Linked DNA regions of Mus musculus: region 1 is linked to region 2. A link is a contact called in public Hi-C data. All regions are on one chromosome and are shown on one strand. Each heading gives the region's core, a stretch centred on a gene start, on an enhancer-like site or on the middle of the called end of the contact. The rest is flanking DNA. Distances are from core to core; before and after follow the strand shown.

Region 1 (7,484 bases), core at 1,380-3,879, 330 kb before region 2:
ATTTGTTTACCACTTAGAACACAGCTGTCAGCGCCATCTTGTAACGGCGAATGTGGGCGCGGCTCCCAACAACTGGACAGATGGTGGTGGTGTGCCCATCAAGGACAAGAGTCATCTTAACTATACGTTTACACTCAAGTCAGAGTCAAGAGACGGGAGCTCAGCTGATAGGAGCACTTGTTGCTCTGTCAGAGGGTGTAGGTTCCGTTCCCTGCACCCACATGCTGGCTCGCTGCCCTCTGTGTGTCCAGTTCCAAGCATCAAATTTCCTCTTCTGATGCCTCTGAGGGCAGCAGGCACACGTGAGTTCACACATGTACATGCATCCAAACACATGAAAAGAAAAGAAATACAATTTTAAATGGAGACAAAGGTTGCATATGCCAAGTGTAATGGCACACACCTTTAATCCTGGCACTAAGGACACAGAGGCAGTTGGATCTCTGTGAGCTCCAGGCCAGCCTGGTCTACTTAAGACTCTATCTCAAAAAAAGAAAGAAGAAAATAAAACCTCTGAAAATAGGGTTTCTTAGGAAGGTGTACCTATACCCCAAACACCCTTTTGCATGCTATGGAATAGTTAGAACAGAAGTGCACTGAGCCCTAGATTTCTCTGCTTTTCTTGGACAGAGCCAACATTTCTTAGTAAAGATTAAACAATGGCCAAGAAATATTCATTGATTTAAGTTGCCAGCTGTAGATAATCTCTTTCTGGGAGGCAAGTTCCTCCTGCGGTTGGCACCAGGGGCAATCCCAAGCATGGGATTCCCGGGGACATTTTCATTCTCTGGGCCCCTTTGTTTCCAGAGGCTGATGTATGAGGGAAAGTTACAATGGAATCTTGGGGAAATTTCAATTCTTTGGGGCAGTTTGCCTCAGTAGCCCCAGAAGGTCAAAGAGGCAGCCGAAGTGTCCTTGGTTCCTCCGGGAAAGGGACAGGAGTTTCCTGGAAGCTGCCCTGAGGATTCTTGAACTCAGCTCAGGCCCTTCCACCATGCCTGCTTCTTGGGCCCCCCTCTCTTGATCTTGGTGTTGTTAGCTGGCCATCTTTGTCCTCCCTGTAGCCAAGTCAGGGAACTCCCTCTAGAGCTCCCTCCCAGATCGCCAGCTTAATATTATGAATGTTTTCCCCAACCCTTCTATAAACTAGAATGCCATCTACTGGGGCCACTTACACAAGTTTTCTATTTATAAAACTCAATTGTAATAGTTCCCTAATGTCCATGCCTGAGGCAACAAACGCCACAAAGAGATAACAACCCATACTGTTCTCTCTCTCTCTCTCTCTCTCTCTCTCTCTCTAGATAGTTATAACACACTGTTGTTTGAAAAGATAAAATGGCTAACAAACCAATAAACCATTTTTAAAAATATCTTCATAACATCCAAAAGAGAGCAATATATGAAAAGCTGTTATTCTAAATGACTGCAAATTGCCAATGTAGCCGTAAAATGCCTGCGCAGACTCAATGATGCCTACGCCTGAATGCCCCTTCCATGGGCCAGCGAATGGGCCACCAAGTGACAGCTTATGTAAGTCAGGCTCCTAGTAACCATATTTGCCTTTTCTTCATTTCAACAGAAACATCGCCTCTGTTGCTACTAATATGGTCCTTTCTGTGGACAAGAACAACAGTCAGGGTGGACTTCCTGACCCATTGAGGTTCTCAGGTAGTTTTGCATAATATCCATCTTCAAGAAACCCAAGTCAGCTAATACGGTCATTAAAATGGTCAATGAAAGTCTTAAATTATACCAGAAACCCACACATCAGATTTAACATGGCAAGAGGATTCCATAAAAGAGATTAGCATAAAATATACAAAGTGCTTCGATTTTATCATTTTATCATTGAAACTATTCCTGCTTGCATGCTTATCACTGTTCCTTAAAGCTACACTGACCTGGGTGTAGTGATGTTCATAGGAGATGCCATTGGGAGCCAGCCTGGGCTAATTAGTGAGTTTGAGGCCAGCACGGGCTGTATTATAAGACCCTGTCTCAAAAATCAAATCAGAACTAGGCAGCTGAGTCATGCTTTCTAGAGAAACAGCAACATCGGCTTCTGCTCTGCACATGTTCGGATGGCTCCCCAAGACTTACATACACAATCTCAAAGGGACACAAATGGGCCACTGAGGTCATTCAGCTGGTATAAAGATGCCTGCTGGTCTCAGGTGATCTGAGTTTGAGGCCCAGAACCTTCACTGTGGAAGGGGAGAAGCAACTCCTAAGAGTTGTGCTCTAAGCCCGGCAGGAGAACTTCCACATGGATGTATCCCGACAACAAAGAATGAAATATAATTAAAAACAAGCAAACCTTTACAGTGGCACAAACAGCTTTACATTGAAAAGTGCTTTTTAGACACCACAGGCGGCTGCCATGAGTGTCCTGTTCCTTTCTAGCACTTTCTGGACGCACTAATGAGAAATGGATGCTCTGTTTTGGTTTTGTTTTGTTTTGTTTTGTTTTAAAGGAGACTAGTAAGCAGATTATTTCGAATCTTCTCCTTTCCAAATGCTCCCAGCTCAACAGCCTGCAAGTCATATCAGCTCTGGGGTAAAGCCTGTGGCTTCAAGGCCACAGCCCTGTGGAGGAGTCCTTCCTTGAGTTCCGTGTAGTGGTGCTCACTGGAGCAGAGGTTTAGCATTAGAGCCACTCTGTGCCGGAGTCCATGTGGGCTGGCTTTGCCGTGTTTCATGGGAGGTGGCTATAATGAAACTGAGATTCTAAAGCTTGCTCTAGGGTGGGTTCCTTTTGTCTACGTCAAAGAGATCTAATTGGCAACATTGTTGAGACCGTTGGGGAGTTTTCCCTAGATGGGTAGATCCTGTCCTGGACCCAAATATGGGACTTCTAAGCCAGCAGGTGGCGCTAGCTTTCCAGCTAAACAGTGACTGACCACAGCAAGTCACTGCCTTGGCAAGCCCTGTTCAGACAGAGAAGACAGGACAGTGAGCTTGTTGAGAAGATGGAAGATTCTGGATGAGTGGTTGTGTGGGGGTGGGGGTGAGGGTGGGGTGGGGGTGGGGGTGGGGGTGGGGGGACGGGGTATTTACTATCTGGATATTGGCTCACATCTAAGTCAGCCCTGAGCAGCTGCCTGAGCCCCTGTTGAGCAACACAGCTGAGCATTTGTTGACCTCCAGTCTCCAAACCTGCACATCTCCAGGAAGGGATGCTGGAGAGATCTAGCTGGAGAATCCTAGTTTGACGCAGTTGCCCATAGTGGGCCTTCTGGGAGGTTTCTCCTGGAGATACAGAAGAAAACCGTTTTTAAAACGTCCACGTGGAGCTGGAAAGGTGGCTCAGCAGTTAAAAATACCTGTTTTTACAGAGGACCCACATGGGTTCAATTCCCAGGACCCACATGGTGGCTCACAACCATCTGTGACCCCAGTTCCAGGGGATCTGACTTCCTCTTTCACCTCAGCAGGTGGTACACAGACATACATACGGGTAAAACACTCATACACATAAAATAAACTAATAGTTGTTAATACTCCATATTGCTGGGGATACACAGATCAGTATAGCGTGCTTGCCTGGTATGCTCAAGGCTCTGGCTTTAATCTCTAGCATTGAAAAAAATTAACTGGAAAAACAGCTATTGAGAGCTAGATGCTAGATCTGGGTTTTGGAGTCCAAGTCAAAGGTTACTTACTCCAGAAGGCTCCAAGAAACTTCTGGAACAAGATGGCCCTCCAGTCACATGAAAGACCCTGGGTCCTGGGCCTGAGTCTCCCAGAACCGCCCACCTGCAGTTAAACTGTCAATATCATTGCTCTTGAGTTATGGAGTCATTATTAAGTAAAATAAGGGGTTACTAAAACAGCACTGTGCTACTATGACAACTGGTCTGGTACCCAAGACAACTAACTATTGGGTGATTAAAAGGTAGCCAGTGGTTGAAGCCACATCCTGTAAGAGATGAATTAGAGATGAGATCTCGTCACACAATTGAGAGGAACATACGACTGAAAACTTATGAAGTGTTTATTTCTAGAGTTTTCCATCGAATACTTTTGAACCTCAGCCAATCATGGCTTCACTGGAACCTCAGAAAGAGAAACTTCAGGAGCGTGGGAGGGTGTTGTACTGTGTCACCATATTTCACAAGTAAGGACGCGAAGTGTAAAGACTTGGATACATTGTCTGGGTAAAATTAGAAGTCAGAGGCAGCGCTATCCTACTAACAACCCAGCCATACCCTGAACTCTGGTAGGGAACGACCAGGAAATGGACAATAGCCACAAGAAGCCAGCAAGGACAAAGGCATTAGTTTCTGGGAGTAAAGGCTGGATTTGGAACTGACAGCCCAAGCTCCGTTAGCTCTTCCTAAAAGAAACCTCAGCCTGAGCTGCCCAGGGGACAGCTGGGCCATCTGCACTACAGGAGCCACCCAGCCAACCCTTCAGTTTGTGGCCCCTCCTCTTATCGGGTCTTTCCCAGAAGCATCATAGGAATTCTTTCCTCTCCATGGTCCCGCAGGTTGGGCTGGACCTTGCCGCGGAGGGATGGCCTGGCCACGTGACCACCCAGGAGTTAGTTTAATGTGTTTTAGGTGAGGCCGTGTCGAGTGTGCACTTCAGACTCCCCTTGTTCACCGCCCCCACAGCACGTGAGAACAAACATCACGAACATGGTGTGGAAAACTTATCCCTTTTCATATCGTAGTCCCACAGGTCAGTGCCAACCCCCGGAAGCCAGGGGCCAGCAGCTATGTGGTTGCCAAGCAGGAAGCCTTTTCTCAAATGTGTTTCTTATTGGCTGCCCACGTTTTTGTTTTTGTTTTTGTTTCTCCTTTTCCGGTGGTCCCGCCATCAGCAGAGGATGAGTCTCGTCCTTCACACCCTCCTACATTTTTACAGGTGTTATTATCTTAGGACTGCAGCTAGAGAGGTTCTATGCATTCAGGTTAGGCTTACCTGTGTAGTCCAGGCTCACCCTCCCTATTTTAAATTCTGTCAACTCAACCCTGCTCGCAAAACTCCTTTTGTCATGAAACATCACATATCCTTGGGTCTTGGGCACCATGGTGAGGACATTGGTGGGAGGTATTCTGCCTGCAGGGGGTTCAGGGGAAGAGTTGATGGAGCCTGGTGATAATTTAATGAATCTGTTATTTCTAAATGGATCAAGACCTGTAAAATATCTCCCCCATTATCTTCTAAATAGATTCCAGCTGTACGAGGAGACGGGTGGTGGGATGTGCTTTGCAGGGGTGGGGTTGGGGTGTAGAGTTGGACTGTAACTTTTCTGTCTTCTCTTTTGGATCATTGACTTACTTCTCAGGCAAGTTTCATTTGCTTAAAGCACTGTTTTATGAATGTCAACTTCTCCATGGAGACCCCTCCCCCTTTCCTCATCGTCAGCAGCTGCCCCTCCTCCAGCCGCCCACTCTCTCGCTGCTATTTGGAGTTGAAAGCTGTTCACTTTCATAAAACTCGACTTCTTGAGGTGTGTGTGGGTGCTGCTTGATTCCTGCATTGGAGACTGATTTTATTTAGAAATCACTTAAAGGATTCGTTAAAAAATGCAAATTCCTAGGCAGCTTAGGACCTCTGGAAATCTTGAAATGTCGCTTAGATAGCTGGGTGTGGTGGCACATACCTCTAGTCTCAACTTTTTTTTTAAGATTTTTTTATTTGTTATATGTAAGTACACTGTATCTATCTTTAGACACTCCAGAAGAGGGAGTCAGATCTCCTTATGGATGGTTGCGAGCCACCATGTGGTTGCTGGGATTTGAACTCAGGACCTTTGGAAGAGCAGTCGGGTGCTCTTTTTGGCTGAGCCATCTCACCAGCCCCTAGTCTCAACTTTTGAGAGGTGAGGCCCATGGATTCCTCATTAATGGGGTCAAGGCCAGTTTGAGAGCTTATCTCAAACAAACAAACAAACAAACAAAGTAGCAACGGATGTAAGGAAAAGAAAGAAGCAAAGAAACATAGAAAGAAACAAATATTTCTTAGAAGACGATCTAGTTCCTTATTCCCAAGAAGCTGTGGGGCCCAAATCCAGATCTAAGCATCTTGGTGGACCAGAGGCCTCCGATGAGAGGCTGGATTTAAAACACTGCCACCTTATGGCGGAGGGAGGAACTGCACTTGTGGTCTCTGAGTCCGGTGAGTGCCTAGTGGCTATGCTCATGTTTCATGAGTACAATGTGTGCTACTTGGGGTGTTGGGGATCCCATGATTTGTATCCTTTAAAAAGCAGGAAAAGCTGGGAAGAACGTCAAAGGTCTAGTAGATGGGTGGTTCATGGAGGAGCAATGACCCTAGGCAAGCAAGCAGTCATTAACACAGGCAGAGAGGGGACGGGAGAGGCGAGTACTTGGATTCCCACAGTTCAAGCACATCAGCGAGGGACCCAGACTGACACCAGTGCAGAGTCTTCCTTGTCTGATTGGCTGGCAGGTGATCCACCCTTCTGGCTTCCACCAGTGCCCTGGGGCCCCATCACTTTCTGACTGGGAGACTGTTCATAAGCTACTTCCTCAGGCGAATGCTTGCTGTACATTTCTTTGCCGACTTCACCCAGCTCCAGCCTTGAACAGAAGCCCTGATCCCCATAGACCCTGCCTCGGTGGGACTGGTTGACTCTCTTATCTTAGCTGCTGAGAGTCAGGTCCCAAGTAGGAGTGTCTGGGACTTCCTTCCTTTCTTGCTACTTAAAATGTCTTGATTAGATTTTCCAGCCTTATCAGCTGTGAAAGGCAGAGAGACGTCTAGCTGCAGGCAAACCCTGCCGCAGACACCTCCTGCTCAACTCTGCTCTGGAGAGTTCCTGGAAGAAGTGTGTAGCCTCTCAGAGAGGATCTGGTGTTTTAGAGTCTTCTAGGAGAGGAAAATTCAGGTGGCAATATCTTTGAGGGCAGAACAGATTTCTTGATTTAACCTTGCTTTGAAGGCCAACCAAGGTTCCCCGGCTTGAAGGCAGATCTTTCTCCCAGGCTCACCTGCAGTTCATACAGAACTTTCTCGAGGCCCAGCCATGTGGTCACCTGTTGACACTATGGAGCCGTGGATTCAAGGTCACCTAGATACGGTATCTCACAGAACATCTGACCTGGAAAGGTGCTCTCTGTCTTGTCTCTCTTGTCCCTTTAGAGGAGGGGACTCCACACCATTTGGCTGCTGTCACAGGGTGTTCTAGAACACCCTAGAGTCTGCTGACATGACATCCATTTTCTTTTAAGGTTTATTCATTTTATGAGGATGTGTGTGTGTGTGTGTGTGTGTTTGCCCACCTGTATGTTTGCACAGCTTTCCTGCTTAGTACCCAAAGAGGCCAGTAGAGGGAGTCAGGTCCCATGGACCTGGAGTTTTCCGGCAGTTTTGAGCTGCCATGTGGGTGATGGAATTAAACCTAGGTTGTCTGAAAGAAGAGTCAATGTTCTTAACTACTGAGCCCTCTCTCCAGTCCTGTATTCATATTTGAGTGCATTAAGTGGACTATGTGCATGCAGTGCCTGCAA
Region 2 (6,615 bases), core at 321-2,820:
TATGTGAGGTCATGGATGTGCTGATGGGTTCCTTGCCCTCCTCCCCAACTGTTTCCTTGCCCCCTTTCCCTCCAATCCCCTCTTCTTCCCATCTGCATCTCCTTCCATCACTCTTTCCTCTTTGTCCTCCTCTTTCTCTTTCTGCACCCCCTTCTCCATCTCCTCCCCATTGCCTTCACCGTCTTTTTTGTCTTTGCTCCCCCATTATGTCTTATCAATAGAGCCCACGATGACAGGAGGAACGGGCTGTGTGCTGCTGTCCAGCTATAGGCCCCTGAACGACTCCCCCATATGTGTGCAGAAGCAGAAGCATTTGTGTGTGCACAATGTTTGTGCAGCACATGGCTTCTCTGTGTGAGGCACACAGAGGTAAGTGTGGGTCACACCAGTGGGTACAACTATGCCATAGCTCCTTTCTCATTTCTATGACAAAATACTCTGACAAGGGTAACTTCAACAGGGAGGGGTCATTTTGACTCATGGTTCCTGAGTGACACAGTCCATCTTGGAAGGACAACATGGCAGCAAGTAGGGAATGCAGGTGGTGGCAGGAAGAGGCAGCTGGCTGATCACGCCATATATGTGCTCCGAAAGCAGAGAGTGAAGAGGAAGTAGGGATGGATAGAAAGGTCTGAGGCCTGCCTCCAGTGAGGCCCCACCTCCTAAATGCTTCCCCAAACCTCCTCAAACACTGTCCCCAGCTGGAGATCAAGTTCAAATATTTGAGCCCATGAAGGACATCCCAAATTCACACCACAACAGACCGTCCCAGCCCTTTGCCCAGAGGATTTGCACATCAAGAATAAACAATCTTTGGTGTTGTTTTATTAGTTACTGTTGTGATAGTCAGACTTGAAAGACTCAGATGCAAAGAAGATGGCAGGGAAAGCCATGTCGAGAACAGTGTTAGTTCACCAGGCACAGTGTCCTGACAGAGCCTGGATGACGTATGGATGGGATGCAGAACAGGCGTGACTCTGAGCCAGGCACTGCTCTGCTTACCCTCAGGTCCCCCCTGTGCTGAGACCTGTGGATTTGGGGACCTGGGTGAGTTGGTTTGAGGAGGCTGCCTACTCTTTACTCCTCTGGTTCTGTGTGGGGACACGGGGCTCAGGGTATATGATGACTTGCTTATAATTGCCTAGGTCCTGGTGCTTCTCCATTCTCCTCATCTTCTTGCCTTGAACAGGCTGCCCCATTTATTTTTCACACTGAAACCTAATCACGGCCAAAGCCATTTGAGGCTAAGCAGGAAGCCATTTTCTCCCTCGGAAGTTGGATTTCTAGCAGGCTGTTCTCTCAAAATGCAGCTCAGTTTTTTTTTTTTGAAGATGGATCAAAGTTCTATTAAATCATATTTATGGAGGCAGAGCCTACAGCTCCCATCAAAACTGTGGAGACACAGATGTTATACTGTGGGAGGAGACCGTCGGAGCCAGAAGATGGCCAGACAGCTGAGAAACGACATCTCCTGGGCAAGATACAGCCATGGAAACCATAGACAGCTATGGAAGCCTGTTCTGGGTCTGCATTGGCCCATGGACAGTTCAGGGAGTGGAGGAGGGGCCTAGGCCCTATTTTTCACTGCTGAACTATTTCCTAGGAATAAACTCAAAAGATTTACTGCCTTCAGTTGTGTTCTTACTGGTGATGCCATCAGGCTCCAGAGTCAGTCCCAACCCAACAGCTGCACACATGGCTCTGATAAAGCAAATGGTAAAGCACAATAAACCTCAAAGTCTTGAATGTAGGAAAGTGACAGGTAGGGAGGAGGGAGGTGGGTAGGAGCATGGCAGTGGGGTGGTACCCAGAATGAACTGTTAACATGTATGAAATCAGCAAAGAATGAACACAAAATAATAGCTGGTAGGTTTTTCTCTGCCAGTGAAATGAACCAATTCAAGCCAGATTAAAATATGTACATGCAGGTCTATTGCCATAGGGAGGGGAAAAAGAGGGGAAGGGCAAGAGAGAAAGCCCAGGCAGGGTGAGAAAGAGGAGAGAGAAGAGAAGAGAAACAAGGAGAGCACAAAATGTCTGGATTATATTGGGATGAGCCTTTTGGGGACGGGCCCCACCGCCCCTGGGCTGGAGTGTTCAGGGATGGGGGCAGGGTATGGGATTGAGGGGTGCTGGAAAACCCTGGAGGCCTGGTCTGCTTTGGTGTGTAAAATATGCACCTCAGCCCCCTGTCCCAGGCCTGAAATGTAGCAATAACAACAGGAATAAAAAACAACTTTAGGAAAGAGAGACAAAACATAAATTCCTTTCTTCTTTCTTTCTTTTTTTCTTTCTTTCTTTCTTTCTTTCTTTCTTTCTTTCTTTCTTTCTTTCTTTCTTTCTTTCTTTCTTTCTTTCTTTCTTTCTTTCTTTCTTTGAACTATGTTTATTGGATAGAATTTAATTTAGGGACAGGCTTACCTAAGACAATCCTCTAGCCATCTGTGATATTTTATGAACTGACAGGCAATGCTCTACTTAGCAGACCTCCTTAGCTATCTCAAACAGAGGGCAGTAAAGCCAGCATCAGAGTGTGTGTGTTTAGGTGTGTACACGCACACACACGTGTTGCATGTGACCTCAGGTGTCATTCTTTAGGCCGCTCAACTATTCTGAGACAAGGATCTCTCACCAACCTGGATCTTACCAGGTAGGTCAGGTGAGCTGCCTGCAAGATCCAGGGATCCTCCTCTGTCCTCTGTCCTCTGTCCTCTGTCCTCTGTCCTCTGTCCTCTGTCCTCCAAGCATCTGCCACCACAGCAGGCTTTCTTGCATCGTTTCTGAGAATCACACTCAGGTCTTCAAGGTTGCCTGGCAAGTGCTTGGTTGACAGAGCTCTCCCCTGTCCCATCGTCCTCCATCATTGTTCCAACAGGCTGCTCAGTTACTCTTCCACCCCCCAGTCTGAGGCTGGTTAGGCTGTGCAGTGGCGAAGGCAGGAGACTATTCTGGAAGGATCTTGCATAGCGTCTGCAAAAACAGAACAGAGAGAGCCTGGTGCTCTCAGGTGGTGGAGGCAGCCTGGCCTGCTCCCAGCCTCTCTACTGCAGCTTCCCCTTTTCTACCTCCCCTCCTCCCTCTCAGGTGGAGCAGCCTTCCCTCCTTGAAGCCAGGGACCACCCACATGCAGGATGTAGCTGCCCCCACCACCCACGTAGAGAGGAGCCCCGACAAACACCAGCCTCTCCCCTTCGGGCCTTGCCACCCTAGGCCTGGAGATAATCGGCTTCTTCATCCACCACGACTGTGCCCAAGCTGATGTCTGTCATCCTCCTCCCCTGCCTCTGGCATTCCTTCCTCCAAGCTGTGTCTGCATACAGCCTTCATGTTTATTGAGTCTCCACGGAGTGATTCAAGTGAGCATGAGAACAAAGCTGTATTTTAATACAGGTTAACTTCACCCCAAAAGGCAACCCCAAAAGCCATCTGAGGAACTTGTGATATTGACAGGGACCTGCAGAGAGACAGTATGAGGAGATCAGGCCTCAGGGAAGTGATCAAGTGCTGGAGGCCAAGGCCCCTGAAGAGAGTGGAGCTTCCTCTAGTCATCTGGACACACTGGTGAACCCCAAAGCAAACCGTCATCAGACTCCAGCTCTGGCTACCCCCCCCCCTTACCCTTCCAGCCTTCCGAACTGCAGGAAGAAACTTTGGTTGCTTATAAGCAACCACCTTGTAGCATTTTGTTACAGCTGCTCAAAAAGACAGTGTGGAATAATGGTCAAGAAAATAAGAATGACGTCCTTAGTTGACTGTTCAGTACGCATGAGTGGTCAGCATTTAATTCATGTGTGACCCAGGCACTGGTGAGACCCTCTTCCCTTTAAACAGCAATATAGGCTCACACTGTTACCCTTTCGTTTACCTGAGCTTTTCTCCTTGGCTAACTCTCGCTCTCCATGAACTAGCTTCTTTGTCCTCTCTATGCCACCAGCATGAACTGTGGTGCCATGAGTGGGTGCCTGCTAGAAAAAGACTTGCATGGCTCCAAAGTCTGACCATAAGCAAGTCCACTCAAGTCAGGCTTCCACGGCTTCCTTCCACGACACTAGAACTTCCCGATGGAGGACTCTATTTGAATTTTAGATTTGATATGTCTGTTATCTTGGTACCCTGTTCTGAGTGGGCATGATTCTGTGTCACCAAGACTGGAACTTTAAGCCTTGGAGAATGGAGATGGAGAATAAAGGTTAGTACATTTGAATAGAAAGCTGTAGTATTTTGTATCTGGGTGGATGCCAGTGTGTAAATTAAGGCAAGGTTTATCTGAAATTGTATGCTAAGCCTGGATTCACCAGCACCCTTAGAGCCCAGATTGTGGACAGTTGGTAAGTAACTTCTACAAAATAGAGACAAGATTTTGTGGGAAACAGTTGGCCTAGATCTTAGGGCAAGGGAAACACAGACTGCACTCAGCACTATGACCTCAATCCAGGGACTACTAGATCTCACTTTGGCATATCCAAAAGACCCCATGAACAGGCTAGCTGAGTCACAGTGACAGAATGCAGAGCTGGTTGCCTAAAACCCTAGTTTAAAAGCCTTCCATTTCCCTATTGGGGACCCCAAACCTCACACTGAGGCCTGTATGCTGAAAGAATTCATGATGGTTGGTCTAGTGACTATGTGAGGTCTCCCTGGGGTGATCAGGGAGGACAGAAACTAACACCAGACTTTCCAGTCTCCTCTCTCTCTCTGCATAGTGTCTTCCCTCGTCTTTCCATGTTGTGACTCTTTGTTTGCTCTCTCCATAAAGCATCTACTGTCTCCAAGCTCTATGCTTATTTAATGATCTCCTTCCCCACCACCTAAGCATTCCAGTGAGTCCAGGCCTTTCCATTTCTGAGAGGCATTACTCCTTCCAGAGCTCAGTGGTTCCAGTGGGAACACAGTGCTGTCCTGGGTGCTTCCAATGCTCTTTCCCCAACATCCAGGGCATCAGGAGATAGCAGTTCTGCTTTGAACTTGGCCTTTTTGTTTCAGGGTTGCCAAGACTGCTCTATGCAGCTGCCTATGAATTTCCCGTGGATTACAGTGAGTTTCCATCCTGTCCACTTAGCTCTATCCTCCACATAGCATTTGATAATCTTGTATATGATGCAAGTTTTTCTATGCCCTCTTATAGTGGCTTTCTGACTGGCTTTGCCTGGTATTGTGGATCCCTATTCCCCAGACTCATGCTTTTATGCCACACTCTTCCCTTGGCATTTTGGAAACACCAACCTTGGCATTTTCTCAGAGGTCTTCATCCCTAGTCTTTCTGTGTCTGTAATATTTCCAGTGCATGCTGTAGCCCACCAGCAAGATGCCCCATTTTCAGCTCTCATTGATCAATCAGTACTTACCTTTAACATCAGCTCCTCTGTATTGCATCACCTCTGGCTCTCCCAAGTGAATAGTCAGAGAAACCAAACATCCATGGACATCACCTGTCCAATTACTGCTCTTATTTCTGTGACAAAGTATCTGACTACAAGAGTTGAATTTTGGCTTATATGCAAGGAGATCATTTCATTATGGTGGAGAAGACACAACAGCAAGGAGGAAATGCTTAGTAGTAGGAGGCCAGCTGGTTACATCGAATCCGCCATTATGTAGTAGTCAGTAAGCAGGAAGTGAGGCTGGGCTGTAAAGCTTCAAGCTCAGCTTCTACTTACACATTTCCTCCAGCAAGGCTCTACTTTCTAACAGTTGCACAACCCTCCCAAACATTGCCACTAGACGGAGACCAAGTGTTCAAACACATGAGCCTATGAGAGACATCTCACATCCACACCATCACACCATGCTGAGTACCTGCCTGCCCTCCATGACCGTCTCTCACTTAGTATACACTCACACATGGCTGTATTGTCTGTTCATTCTTGTTGTCCCATAAGACCATGAGGTCCAGGGGACAGGAGTCCATCAAATTTGTTACCTGCTACTTTATCTTTCAGTGAGTATCTCAGCAAATATATATATATTGAGGGAGAGGGGGAGGGGGGGAGGGGGAGGGAGAAGGAGAGGGAGAGGGAGAGGGAGAAGGAGAGGGAGAACAAGCGGCTCCTTCTCAAGGCTGATGTCTATCAACGCTTTTGTTAAACACCCCTAAAGGCCTCCAGTTTCCTATGAGATGAAGAAATCCATCCTTCTCATCTTCAGAAGCTTGCCTACCTGTCCTTAATCTGATTTCCAGCTATTGTCCACTTCCACTGCACCTCTCACCACTTCTGTGTCAGCATGTCACAGAATCTTAGGGAGAAGGAGGAAGGAGAGAGAAGAGAGGACGCCAAAGGAGGGGGTAGAAGGAATATGGAGCAGAAGCACAAGGTTTGGAGAAACCACAAGTTATAAGGGATCTCCTAGCTGGGGACTAGAGTAGTGCAGTGGTACATCTGCCCAGTCTAGAAGCACAGCTTGTATTCATATTTCTTTACACGGGCTTATTTTGGGTTGGAGATTTTACCACAACATACCATAACCCCACTCCCCAAGTCATGCCTTTAGAACCCTTTAAAGTTGTCATTATGGCTGTTGTCTCTCCTGCTTCTAGGAGCTCATGACATTTGCTACTGACACTCTAAAGTTTGTGTTCCCTCCCCACACTTTCTAGCAAGCAAACACTTGCATATC

The links. Hi-C and Micro-C count contacts between places; a contact is called where the count stands out from the background.
Region 1: a Hi-C map of uterus shows a contact between it and region 2. The contact joins two enhancer-like sites. A contact is called at or near these places in 2 of 15 datasets of contacts at CTCF or cohesin (the NIH/3T3 cell line and stem cell-derived epiblast-like cells), 14 of 484 Hi-C or Micro-C datasets (adipose-derived mesenchymal stem cells, bone marrow-derived macrophages, cerebellar granule neurons and 7 more), 8 of 115 datasets of contacts at active chromatin or transcription factors (embryonic basal ganglia, embryonic stem cells, extraembryonic endoderm stem cells and 5 more) and 1 of 9 other capture datasets (embryonic stem cells).

What each region holds. Positions count from the first base shown.
Region 1 is chr1:89,191,661-89,199,144 of GRCm38.p6, reverse strand. No RefSeq gene overlaps it. Among named protein-coding and RNA genes, the nearest start is that of Gm34331, 92 kb to the right of the region's middle. Within about 2 kb of position 2,629, at least 17 of the 459 cell types and tissues checked have an H3K27ac peak or open chromatin away from gene starts, as enhancers often do. A contact at or near this core is called in uterus, where this site is marked.
Region 2 is chr1:88,862,231-88,868,845 of GRCm38.p6, reverse strand. No RefSeq gene overlaps it. Among named protein-coding and RNA genes, the nearest start is that of Platr5, 110 kb to the right of the region's middle. Within about 2 kb of position 1,570, at least 5 of the 459 cell types and tissues checked have an H3K27ac peak or open chromatin away from gene starts, as enhancers often do. A contact at or near this core is called in uterus, where this site is marked.